2 separate regions of the Ovis aries genome follow, and region 1 is linked to region 2. Evidence: chromatin contacts called from public Hi-C data. All regions are on one chromosome and are shown on one strand. Each heading gives the region's core, a stretch centred on a gene start, on an enhancer-like site or on the middle of the called end of the contact. The rest is flanking DNA. Distances are from core to core; before and after follow the strand shown. Region 1 holds the start of SNAI2 (snail family transcriptional repressor 2). Region 2 has its middle 44 kb from the start of UBE2V2.

The links. Hi-C and Micro-C count contacts between places; a contact is called where the count stands out from the background.
Region 1: a contact with region 2 is called in a Hi-C map of tail adipose tissue, with 9 times the contacts expected there. The contact joins the promoter of SNAI2 here to the enhancer-like site in region 2. A contact is called at or near these places in 3 of 16 Hi-C or Micro-C datasets (muscle and tail adipose tissue).

Annotation. Positions count from the first base shown.
Region 1 is chr9:32,951,174-32,956,753 of ARS-UI_Ramb_v3.0, forward strand. SNAI2 (snail family transcriptional repressor 2) reads right to left here and starts at 2,368. Exons shown (of 3, transcript NM_001126342.1): 1 at 2,290-2,368; 2 at 1,055-1,600; 3 at 1-129. The coding sequence starts at 2,368.
Region 2 is chr9:32,654,568-32,660,129 of ARS-UI_Ramb_v3.0, forward strand. No RefSeq gene overlaps it. Among named protein-coding and RNA genes, the nearest start is that of UBE2V2, 44 kb to the left of the region's middle. Within about 2 kb of position 2,459, at least 1 of the 54 cell types and tissues checked has an H3K27ac peak or open chromatin away from gene starts, as enhancers often do. A contact at or near this core is called in tail adipose tissue, where this site is marked.

The DNA.
Region 1 (5,580 bases), core at 1,118-3,617, 300 kb after region 2:
GCGAGAAGGTTTTGGAGCAACTCTTGCACTGGTATTTCTTGACGTCCGAGTGCGTCTGCAGGTGAGCCCTCAGATTGGACCTGTCTGCGAAGGCCCTGCTGCAGTGAGAGCAGGAAAAAGGCTTCTCCCCTGGCGGGTGGGGCAGGGTGGGGAGAAAGAAAGATGGTCAGTGTTTTCAGAGGAAATGCAAATCCAGAAGAGGCTTACAGCAATCTTCACACTTTGCCAAAAGCATGAGAAGGAGCAAAACTTGATTCAAATCCCCCTTAATCGATATTTGTTTCAATGTCTGGCCCTTTAAGACAAATGCGAAAGTTGCACTTAAAAAAAATCAAATTTAAAAAGTTAAAAAAATATATAATTGCTGCTGCCAGTCCTAGAGAAATAATTCCTGTCATCCTAGGACTTGGCTTGTTCAAGTTCTCTTCTTCGGCAGGTGCAGCTAACGGCCAGCTCCTCCCCAGGTTTCCCAACAGTTCCCCTTTTCCCTCCTTCTGTATTATGACTAAGCCTGGGTGAGTGCCCCCGCTCCTGGCAGGGTGATTTTGTGCTAGGAATAGAAAACTCAGCAGCAAAAACAAAACAAAAGCAAACAACGGAAAGCAAATTCAGCTCTCACTATCCAACTTGATGTGGGTGAGAGACAGCACAGCAAGAATGTAGCTAACAAAAACCCAAGAACCAAAAACTTCATCGGTCCGTCTGCCTAATCAATTGATTGGGAGAACAACATCTGTATTTGCTAATCATTGGGAGACATTTCACAGAACACACCTCCAAGCACATCTCTCCTGATTTGCTAATTGATCTTTGAGACCAAACCTCCTGAATCTAACTTTCCAAAGTCTAAATGCTGTTTGCAGTCTCGGGAGCAGAGGCTGTGAGCAAGCAGTGGAGCCCTTTGTGCTTTGACGACTTTTTGAGTCGTCAGGAAGTAGCTAAAACCGAACATCCATCATCAAAAGTACTGTGTCACCACTTAAGGCAAATCGGACAGCCAGCCCAGAGCTTCCTTCTGCTGGACGGCGACACCCTGACTATGTGTTTCTCTTACCAGTGTGAGTTCTGATGTGTCCTTGCAGTAACCAGGGTCTGGAGAACGCCTTGCCGCAGATCTTGCAGACACAAGGTAAGGTGTGCGTCCGAATGTGCATCTTGAGGGCGCCCAGGCTCACGTATTCCTTGTCACAGTACTTACAGCTGAAGGATTTCCTGGACTGGGCGTCACAGTGCAGCTGCCTGTGTTTGCCCAGCCCTGAGAAGGTCGAATAGGTTTTATTGCATAAATTGCACTGAAACTTTTCAGCTTCGATGGCGTGGGGGTCTGAAAGCTTGGACTGTAGCCTTTCTTCTTCGTCGCTAATGGGGCTCTCGGAGCCGCTGTGGTCCTTGGATGAGGTGTCGGACGGAGGAGGGGGACTCACGCGCCCCAAGGATGCGGGGTATCCGGACAGAGGGGATAGGCCGGCGGGCAGCGGGGCGTGGAAGGGAGAGGCGGTGGTCCACACGGCGATCGGGCTGTAGGCTCCCGACCTGAGGACCTCCGGCTGCGGGATGACAGGCACCGGGTAGCCCTCGTAGAGACACGGGGAGATAATCACTGCGGAGAAAGGAGAGGAGCGGGGCGTGAGACAGAGGGCACCGTGAAAGCGCAGTGACGAGCCAGGCTGCCTGCGCAGGGAACGAGGAGACAGACTCCCCAGGAGCAGGCAGGCGCTGGGAGGACATTAGTTTTCCGCCGCTGCTGCTCGGGGTCACTGCGCTTAAGGCTCATTTGTGCACCCCCCCCCACCCCCGGCCCCGCACACGACCGAGTGTGGGGGGCTGCCCGACCAGCGAGTGCAGGGGGAAACCTACCCACTTTCTAAAGATACAGAAAAGTTCTCTTCCATCTTATGCGTGGGGTACTTGCTTGGCTCACGCCGGTAAGTACAAGGATTGGCGTAAATCAAGCCGCTTTCTGGAGGAAAGGAGCCTTATTACATGAAAAAGGCAATAATTCAACGTTCACCCACTGCCTCACCCAGCCTCCACGTCCTCATTATGCAAGTATGTACACGCTGCGGAACGTGACGTCGCAAGAGCCCAGGGAAGATCTCCTCGCCAGCTCAGAGTGTGGAAGTTTTGAATTAAACCCGAGCCCAAACGATCTGAGGAAGGACCGCTCTTTCGGGAGCAGATAGCCTGGGTGTCCAGCTCTTTCGTATCAAAGTCGAGCGGCGGCACACCCCTGTCGTTACCTATTTACAGACTGAGATGCGGACATCTGACCCCCACCCCGCCCCTTACCTGTGTGTGTGTCCAGCTCGCTGTAGTTGGGCTTCTTGGAGGCGTTGAAATGCTTCTTGACCAGGAAGGAGCGCGGCATCCTGGCGGCGGCGCGGGGCGCGGGGCGCGCGGTCCTACAGCATCTCTGCCCCGCAGGTGCGCGCGCGGCGCCGCCAGGTCGCGGGCTCCTCGCGGACTGAGCCCGCGGTGGCGGCGGGGAGGCCTTTTTTTCCTCTCTTTTGCGAGAAGGGTCCAATCACAGCCGAGAGGTTCAGATTTCAGCTCCTCCCTCTGGGCCAGCTGTGAGCAGAGGAGGAATCTGTTGTCAGACTAAATTATTCTGGTTCAAAATGGGCTGTGCCCCGAGCTTTCAGTGGAGAGGAAAAAAGTGCTTCAGTCTTTTCGGGAGAGGTCGTTTTCCTTCCTGATCGCAGAGCCGGGCGTCCTTGTTCCGGGCGCGCTGAGTCCGCCGGCCGGGCCTGGCTTTCAGGTGCGGGCTCCGCGCCGGCTAGGAAGGCTGGGCTCTAGGCTCCCGGAGCCTCGCGGCTTTGGAGAGCTTTGGCGCGCACAGGGACGGAGCAATTCACTCCTGGCTTTTGAAAAAGGAAGGTAGCGGCGAGGACAAAGCCCCAGTGAGTGAGCCGCGGGCCTGCAAGGGGGCAGCCCGGGTCGAGACCCGCCTGCTTCGCGCGCTTGGGGATGCGCTTCGTGTCCTGGCGGCTCGGGGTGGGGAAGAGGGGCGCTTCCTCGGGAAATAAAGCGGTCGTGTCACTTGTTAACTTTGGGGCTTGAAAGAAGCGCTTTGTGGCCCCCAAAGGACCCACGTTCAGGGAGAAGCAGGCCCCCCAGGATGAGAGGGAAGGATGAACTAAGGTCCCTGTCGTGGGAATCTGGAACCCTCTCCCAGAGGCCTCTGAGAAGCGCTTCTATCTTTTCACGCATCATTAGGTTTTTTTTTTTTTTTTTAATGGAAAAAAGCCTGAATGGGCCGTTAGGGACAATAGTTTCAAACATTTATTTGCTTTCTGTGGTGCTGTTTTTTCAGTATAAAGTCACCGCATCATCTCTCTGCCCCTCTCCTGTGTGGCGTTTGTAAGGAAAGGGTGCCTCCTCTAGCGCTTGAGTTTCTAAACTAGCCGGGTAACTAGCAAAAACACCTTGATTTTGTGTACGGTATTGAGTCTAAAAATACACTAAAGTGGCTGGTTGTAAAAATGACATTTCAACCATGTTTTCAAGCATCTCTTCTCCTTTCCACCTCTTGCTTAAAGATTAAGGAAAGAACAAATTTGCAATCAGACCACCCTACCCTTGATTCGAACAGGTGCTGGGAGAAAAAAAAAAAAAGTGGAAAAATAACAGTTGAAGTCAAGACTTGCAAGAGGAAGGCGCATGTCTGGCACATAACTTCTTAATCTTGCGGTGAGGCGGCAGGGAGGGCGGGGCCCCAGCTGCCTCGCTATTGTGCAGGATCCCTTTACCTTCCTCCTAACAGTCACTGGTTCAAACACCAGAGAAAGGAATTTAGATGAAACTTTATGTTGAAAGAAGCAGTTTTCATGGGTGCCAGGAAAATATGAATATGCATCAGAGTCCTCCACAAACCGTGAACTGCAGGATAACCCAGAGCAACTTTCCGAACTTCTGTTTTGTGAGGGAGTGGCTACTCACTCCAGTATTCTTGCCTGGAGAATTCCATGCACAGAGGAGCCTGGCAGGCTACAATCCATGGGGTGGGTTTCAAAGAGCTGGACTCGACTGAGCGACTAGCACTTTCATTTCAGATTGGCCGGTTTATTGGGACAGGAGCTCTCCTCGTCCCTCCCAGCCCGCTTCCTGCAGGAGGCACTTTCTCATGGACGCGACCCCCTTGAGAAAACCCAGATGCCAATGCACTGACTTCCCCCTTCAGCTCCACCCTGAGTCTGCTCAGCACAGTGAGGGGGCTGGAGGCATTCTGGTGTGTGTTTGTTGGTTGATAATTATGGCACAGGATGACCTGCTTAAGTGTGTATGTGAACAATCTGCTCTAAGAGTTGAACAGTATTTCACTCCTCAAGGGAAAGCCCTTGAATCTGGGTTACAGATGCCTCATCACGTGGACATCGGGCAGAGTTGGGACGTGTTCCGAGCCGGGACGTGCTGGGCTGCGAGGGTGTCAGGAGCCTGTCTGAGGCGTGTTCTTGCACAGGTCTGCCAGGCTTGTGTGAGGTCCGCTCTGCTGCAGGAAGGGCCAGCCCCAGGTGAGTCAGGGCACAGGTGCCCCGCTGAGACACCTTGGGGCTGGTGAGGATGGCAGGATGGAGGGGACCATTGGGACACCCCCCCGCGAGAAGACCCACTGCAGGGATTCTGGTCAGACCTGTGGAGGTTCCTCTCATGTGGGCCAGAAACTGGCCCAGTCACTGCCCAGGACAGAGCCCTACATGGAGGCATGGACCCCTGGCTTCCATGTGTCACTGGGGCAGTCACTGCCCAGCACAGAGGCCTGCATGGAGGCAAGGACCCCTGGCTTACACATGTCATTGGGGCAGCACACTCCCAACCTGGGTCTTATTCAGCAAGAAACCAGTCCTGGGCTGATGGCTTAGGTGGCCAGGAACAGTGAGGAAGGACACTTGTCCCGAGATGTTACTGACTCACAGCCCAGTCAGGGAGCAGCTGGGGGCACAGGTGTGCCCCCCGACAAGGGACAAAGTGGGGACAGACTCAGGGTGGCTCTGATGTGGGGCAGAGACGTGAGGGGAGGGTGGATGGTCTGAGGGCAGTGTCCAGGCTCCCTGGCTCTGACGCCCCAGAGAATCTCGGTTCTCCTGGAGGAAGTGGGGCTCTAACAATACCCACCCCGTGGCTGAGTCCCACTGGTAGGAGTGCCTCGCCTTACCTGTGATCTGTGGGGAGGCCCACATCACCTGGTTCCTTACTCATCACAAAGTTTATTAGTCAGGACCTGGTGTGGCTTAGCAGGCAGTCTCTCCTTTGCTCTGTTTTCTGAAGAAGCTGATGGAGAAGACTTGTAGACAACTCTGTGACCTCGTTGGGGGCCAGCCCTTCCCCACGGCTCCCTGTGCCAGTGGGGTTTCTCCCAGACCCAGGCTTTTCTGTGAAAGACATATTCTTGCCTTGCCAATTTGGGGAGTAAAGTAGATGCATGAGGTTTGGGAGTGCATCTCAGGTCTGTGTACTTTGCAGGAAGATTTGTGCGCAGGTAGGTCCTCAGGTATGGGAGCAGCAGTACAGATACTGAGCTAAGGAAACAGGGTGATTCCAGCTCCAGAAGAAGCCACAGCTCAGCCAAGGCAGAGAACCAGC
Region 2 (5,562 bases), core at 1,209-3,708:
TTTTCTAACCCTTCTTGCGCCTCTACTCTGGTTTCTCGGGAATCATTTGCTGTCATTTGCTGCAGTGGATGAAGCTCCATCAGTAGCTTTTTACTGGTTTCAGAACGAAGAACACGTCTCACCCCACTGGGCTTCTACCTTTCACCCCACCCTGTGCTCTCTGTTGCTTGTTACTCCTCCCGCTCACACAAACACCGTGGCTCCTGGATGGGCCATGTTCTTAGGCCATCTTTGTTCCTCCAAAGATGCTTGTGGAACAGTTGCTAGGTGACAGGCTCTCATCCCCATGCTGCAGTTAGTGGACCAAGTTCCTGATCAGTGTTCTCATGAGTGAGACCTTGGCTCCCTCTCTCACCTGCACACCACCATGGGGAGCCAGCACCAGGTCTGAATGTGGCTCTGACCTTGACTGTGGGGCCCTCAGGGCCATGAGCAGGCAAGTCATCCATGGTCACAGTGCTGGGGACTGAGACAGTGTGTGGTCCCGCGGGCCCAGGCTGGGGTAGGGGCTGGAGCCGGGGGCTCCCAATGTGGCAGGACTAGGCCAGCTGCCCATGGGCGTCAGTGTTTTAGTGGCTGCAGGGGAGCCTTTGGAGTCCTGAAGGGATGGTTGGACTCTCACTGCTGCGGGGAGGGGCTGCAGTTCGGAGGGAACCCCTGGGTTGGCATCAGGAGGTGAGAGGAGGTGGAGGGTGGGACGTGCTGATGTGGGGGAGGGGCAAGGAGAGGGAAGGACCCCAGGTGGTCTTGAGGGGGCCCACCACTCCCTGCAGTTTGCCTGCCTGGGGGGCCCACAGCTTCACAGGCTGTGTGTCTGCACTCCCTGCTCCCTCCACTAAGGCTGAATAACCCCTGAAGTTCATAGGGCACCCCTTGTCCCAGGAAGTTTGAGGCTCCTGTCAGGGTCTTCTACTCTTTGTGACGTTACATGGTTAATAATTTGTGCTCTGTCATCATCAGCATTCAAAAACTAAGATCATGGCATCTGGTCCCATTCAGTTCAGTTCAGTCACCCAGTCGTGTCTGACTCTGCGACCTCATGGACTGCAGCATGCCAGGCTTCCCTGTCCTTCACCAACTCCCGGAGCTTGCTCAAACTCATGTCCGTCGAGTTGGTGGTGGCATCCAACCATCTCATCCTCTGTCGTCCCCTTCTCCTCCTGCCTTCAATTACTTCATGACAAATAGATGGGGAAAAAGTAGAAGCAGTGAGAGATTTTATTTTGGGAGGCTCTAAAATCACTGCAGACGGTGACTGCAGCCATGAAATTAGAAGACACTTTCTCTTTGGAAGTAAAGCTATGACAGACGTAGACAGCATATTAAAATGCAGAGACATCACTTTGCCAACAACGTTCCATATAGTTAAAGCTGTGGTTTTTTTCAGTAGTCAACTACAGATGTGAGAGTTGGACCATAAAGAAGGCTGAGCACCAAAGAATTGATGCTTTTGAACGGTAGTGTTGGAGAAGACTCTTGAGAGTCCCTTGGACTGCAAGGAGATCAAACCAGTCAATCCTAAAGGGTCCTGAATATTCTTTAAAAAGACTGATGCTGAAGCTGAAGCTCCAGTCCTTTGGCCACCTGATGCGAAGAGCTGACTCATTGGAAAAGACCCTGATGCTGGGAAAGACAGAAGGCAGGAAGAGAAGGAAGTGACAGAGGATGAGATGATTGGATGACATCACTGACTCGATGGATATGAGTTTGAGCAAATTCCGGGAGTTGGTGATGGACAGGGAAGCCTGGAGTGCTCCAGTCCATGGGATCACAAAGATTCGGACACGATTTAGTGACTGAACAACAGAACAATACCGTTTCTCCAAATGGTTCTCCAGTAGAAGCTGCACCCCCCACCCTACAGCCCGCCCCCCATTCTAACTGGGCCCCTGGGCTGCTTCCCGCTGTACTGGCCATTCTCTGAGCGCAGAGTGGGCACCAGAGGGTCGAGTGCCTGGGGATGCTGGGCGAGCCTGAGATTTTGCCTTGTGTGCATTGTGGAGCCATGTGTCAGACATGCATCTTGTACGTTAACAATGCGAGTGTGTCTCCTTAACGAAGGCCTTGGACTGGACCCTCTCTCGGCAGGGTGCAGAGGCATGCCCTCAGGCTCCTGAAGCCTAGGCCTGCCCTCCTGGCCCAGGTGTCCGAAGGTCCTGCTCCACTAGCCCAGTTTCCTGATTTGTAAAGGACACAGAGGCCTCTCCTGTGACCCTGAGGTGCAGGCCTGGCTGGGCAAAGACAAAGACAATAGAGTCTCTGGACGCTTTGCCTCAGCACTGCTTCTTCAAACTCACACACGCGCAGCTCAGCGGGTCTCCCCATGTTTCTGCCTCCAGCTCCCAGAACCCTGTGTTGTGACTTCGCTTCTTGTCCACGGGAGGGAGCTGGGAAGTGGTTAGTTGTCTTTCTTCCCCCTTGCAGAGAACTGCCAGCATGACTTGACTCTCCCAGATGAAGTCAGCTGTAAATTGTGGCTCTCCTGAGGCTGGTCTGGAAGAAGACACAGCAATTCTGAGAAACCAGTGCAGGGGCTGCCAAGCTGCCCGCTTCCCTGGCCACAGCTCCTGCTTCCGCACGTCGGGTCTTGAGAACCAAACCCAGTTCTTTTCACTGGAAAAGGCTGGAGAGGCTGGTCCCACCCTTGGCCTTGCCCACCCAGGCCTCTCCTCACCAGCCAGCGTCCTGGCTCCAGAATACTGGCTGCTGTCTGGCTCCAGGGCAAGCGCCTCTGAAGATGGAGCCTGGTTCCTGCCGCCTCTGTCCCTCCTGGGGGCGGTCCCTCCTGGCTGGGGGCACCTGGATGCCTGGGCTTCACGCTGGCTCTGGCTGGTTTGGGGATGTGGAGAGGAGCCCGTAGGTGTGACTCAGGGTCACACCCAGCAGAGCAGTTCAGAGCCACCAGGACGTGGCTGCGGAGCGAAAGGGGAGAGGCCTGGTGAGCTTGCGGCACATGTGGCCCCATGGGGGCTGAGAGTGATGATCTGAAGGAAGTTTGCTGACCTCTAGAAAAGGGGAGTGAGGCCCCCTGGTGCCCAAGGCTGTGGGTGGACCCTCTGTGCCGAGGGCTGGCTGTGAAGCAGGTGGTGTTTCGTGCCCACCAGTGCCCAGCACTGGCAGGTACACGTGCCTGTCCAAGCTGGTAGGAAAGTCTGAGACCTCCTCCAGGTATAATCCCTCCCCCACCCAGGCCTGCAGGAGGAGGGGGACCCCCAGCTCCTAGGTGCTTCCTGCAGGGGAGGGTGGGAACACAGCCGATCTCCTTCCTGCTGGCCTGGGGGTGTCCAAGGGCCCAGCTTGCTCCAGCTTCCAGGGTGCCAGTAAGAAGCAGGCGGTGGTTTGGTTTAGCACGGAGATCCAAGAAGCCTCCGGAGTCACTGGCCAGGCTGAGGGATCCTCTCTGTATGCTGAAGCGGTCAGGTCGTGCTGGCCAGGAGAAGGGTCTGTTCTTTCTAATGTCCAGATACCAACCAAAAGACGCAAGGAAAGTGGAGAAACAGTGGTCCACACAAAGGACCCAGATAGATATTGCCATCTTGACAGCCACACCCGAAGTGTCCTCACAAAGCCACCCCAGGGTCTCCCAAGCCCACAAGGGGCTGGTGGCTGGGGGAGTGAGGGCCCTCCAGGGCCACCCCTTCTTCACGCTGAAGCACTTTTATAACCAGCTCTTGCTGGTGGTTTAATGAAGAAGACAAATGACTCGATTACTCATGCAATTCTCATTTAAGCCGTTACTTTTGAAAAGGGGGGAAATCCACATGTAAATTGAATAAACAGAGACCTCAACCTGTGCTGTTTTGGAATTTTTCCTGCATGTTTCACAGAAAGTGCAACAGGAAAGATATAAAGTTAAACAGTGGGACCGACCTTCATTTGAGGCTGCTGAATTCTGGTCCCCTGCACACCAAGCTTCCACTTGACTCTGAGTAATGGAAATTAAATACTTGTTCTATGTACAGAGTGGTTGTGAGGGTCAAATAAGATGACAGGTGTGAAAGCGCTTCATAAACTACGACCGTTGTGTGCAGTATCGGACCCCAGTCCACGTCTTATGTTTCCTTTTCTAAGATTTATCTTCAGAGTGTGTCCAGAAGCATACCAGTCAGAGGGCACGCTCAGATTCTCGAATTTAGACTTGTTCACTTTCTCATCATTTGGGAAATGGGATCTGATCCTTCAGTTTCTCTGAGCAGGCGCCAGAAGAGGGCTCCTGGGTGCGGTTGTGTGTCTTCTCCGTGGAGCCTGCAGGGAGCGCTGCAAGTGTGTGCAGCGGGGCTGCGGGTTCAGAGCCAGCCTGCAGGACCCTCCGGCTGATTGCAGAATTCAGGGCTGGCAGGAGGTGTTGAGCTGGATGAGGTAAGGGAGCAGAGGAGGTTGGGTGTCTGTGTGTATATTTGGTGTTGGCGTGGTGTGGTGTGTGTGTGTAATGTGTGTCTGTATGTCTTTGTGTGTGGTGTGTGTGTTTGGTGAGTGTGTACCTGCATGTGTGTGGTCTGTCTGTGTGTATCTGTGTGTGTGTGCATGTATCTGTATGTATGTGAGCTGTGTGTGTGTTTGTATGTCTATGTGTGTGGTGTGTGTGTATATGCATGTGATGTGTGTGTATCTGTGTGTGATGTGGTTGTGTAGTGTGTGCGTATGTGTGTGGTGTATGCCTTTGTCTGTGTGTAGTATCTGTGTCTGTATGTCTGTGTGTATGGTGTATGTGTATCTGTGTGTGATGTTGTTGTGTGGTGTGTGCGTATGTGTGTGGTGTATGACTTTGTCTGTGTGTACTATCTGTGTTTGTATGTCTGTGTGTATGGTGTATATGTATCTGTGTGTGATGTTGTTGTGTGGTGTGTGTATATCTGTGTGTGGTATATGTGTCTGTGTGTGTCTGTGTGTATCTCTGTGTATGTGAGCTGTATGGTGTACATGTTTCTATGTATGTGTATGGAATGTGTGTATCTGTGTGTGATGTGGTTGTGTGGTGTATGTGTATCTGTGTGTATGTGAGCCGTCTGTGTGTGTAGTATATGCCTTTGTATGTCATTGTGTGGTGTTTGTATGTCTGTGTGGTGTGTGTGTGTGTCTGTGTGTGTGGTGTATGCCTTTGTATGTCTTTGTGTGGTGTTTGTCTGTCTATGTGTGGTGTGTATCTCTGTGTGTGGTGCATGTGTGTGTATCTGTATATGTGGTGTGTGGTGTGTGTGTGTGGTGTTGGTGGGGGACGCGATCGTGTCCCTAACTGAGCTCTGGGACCTTGGGGCTCAGGTACCTGGGTTTGCTCCCAGAAGGGTCTCCACTGAGGGCAGGCAGGCCTCAGCCACTTGGGCCATGGTGGCCCCTGCAGGAGGCTGCGGTGACTCTTGCCGCATCGCTAACTACCGTGCGGGGCCACACTCTCCCCAAGCACAGTGGCCCAGGGGACATGCCCAGGTCTCTGCCGTGAAGGAAGGAGGCTCCAGGGAGCACCCCCACCCCAGGGAGGAGCTGGTTCCCTGTGACTGCCTCTGTCACTCACCCCACCTGGAGTCCGGTGAGGAAGGGGGTGGTGAGCGGGGGGCAGCGAGGACA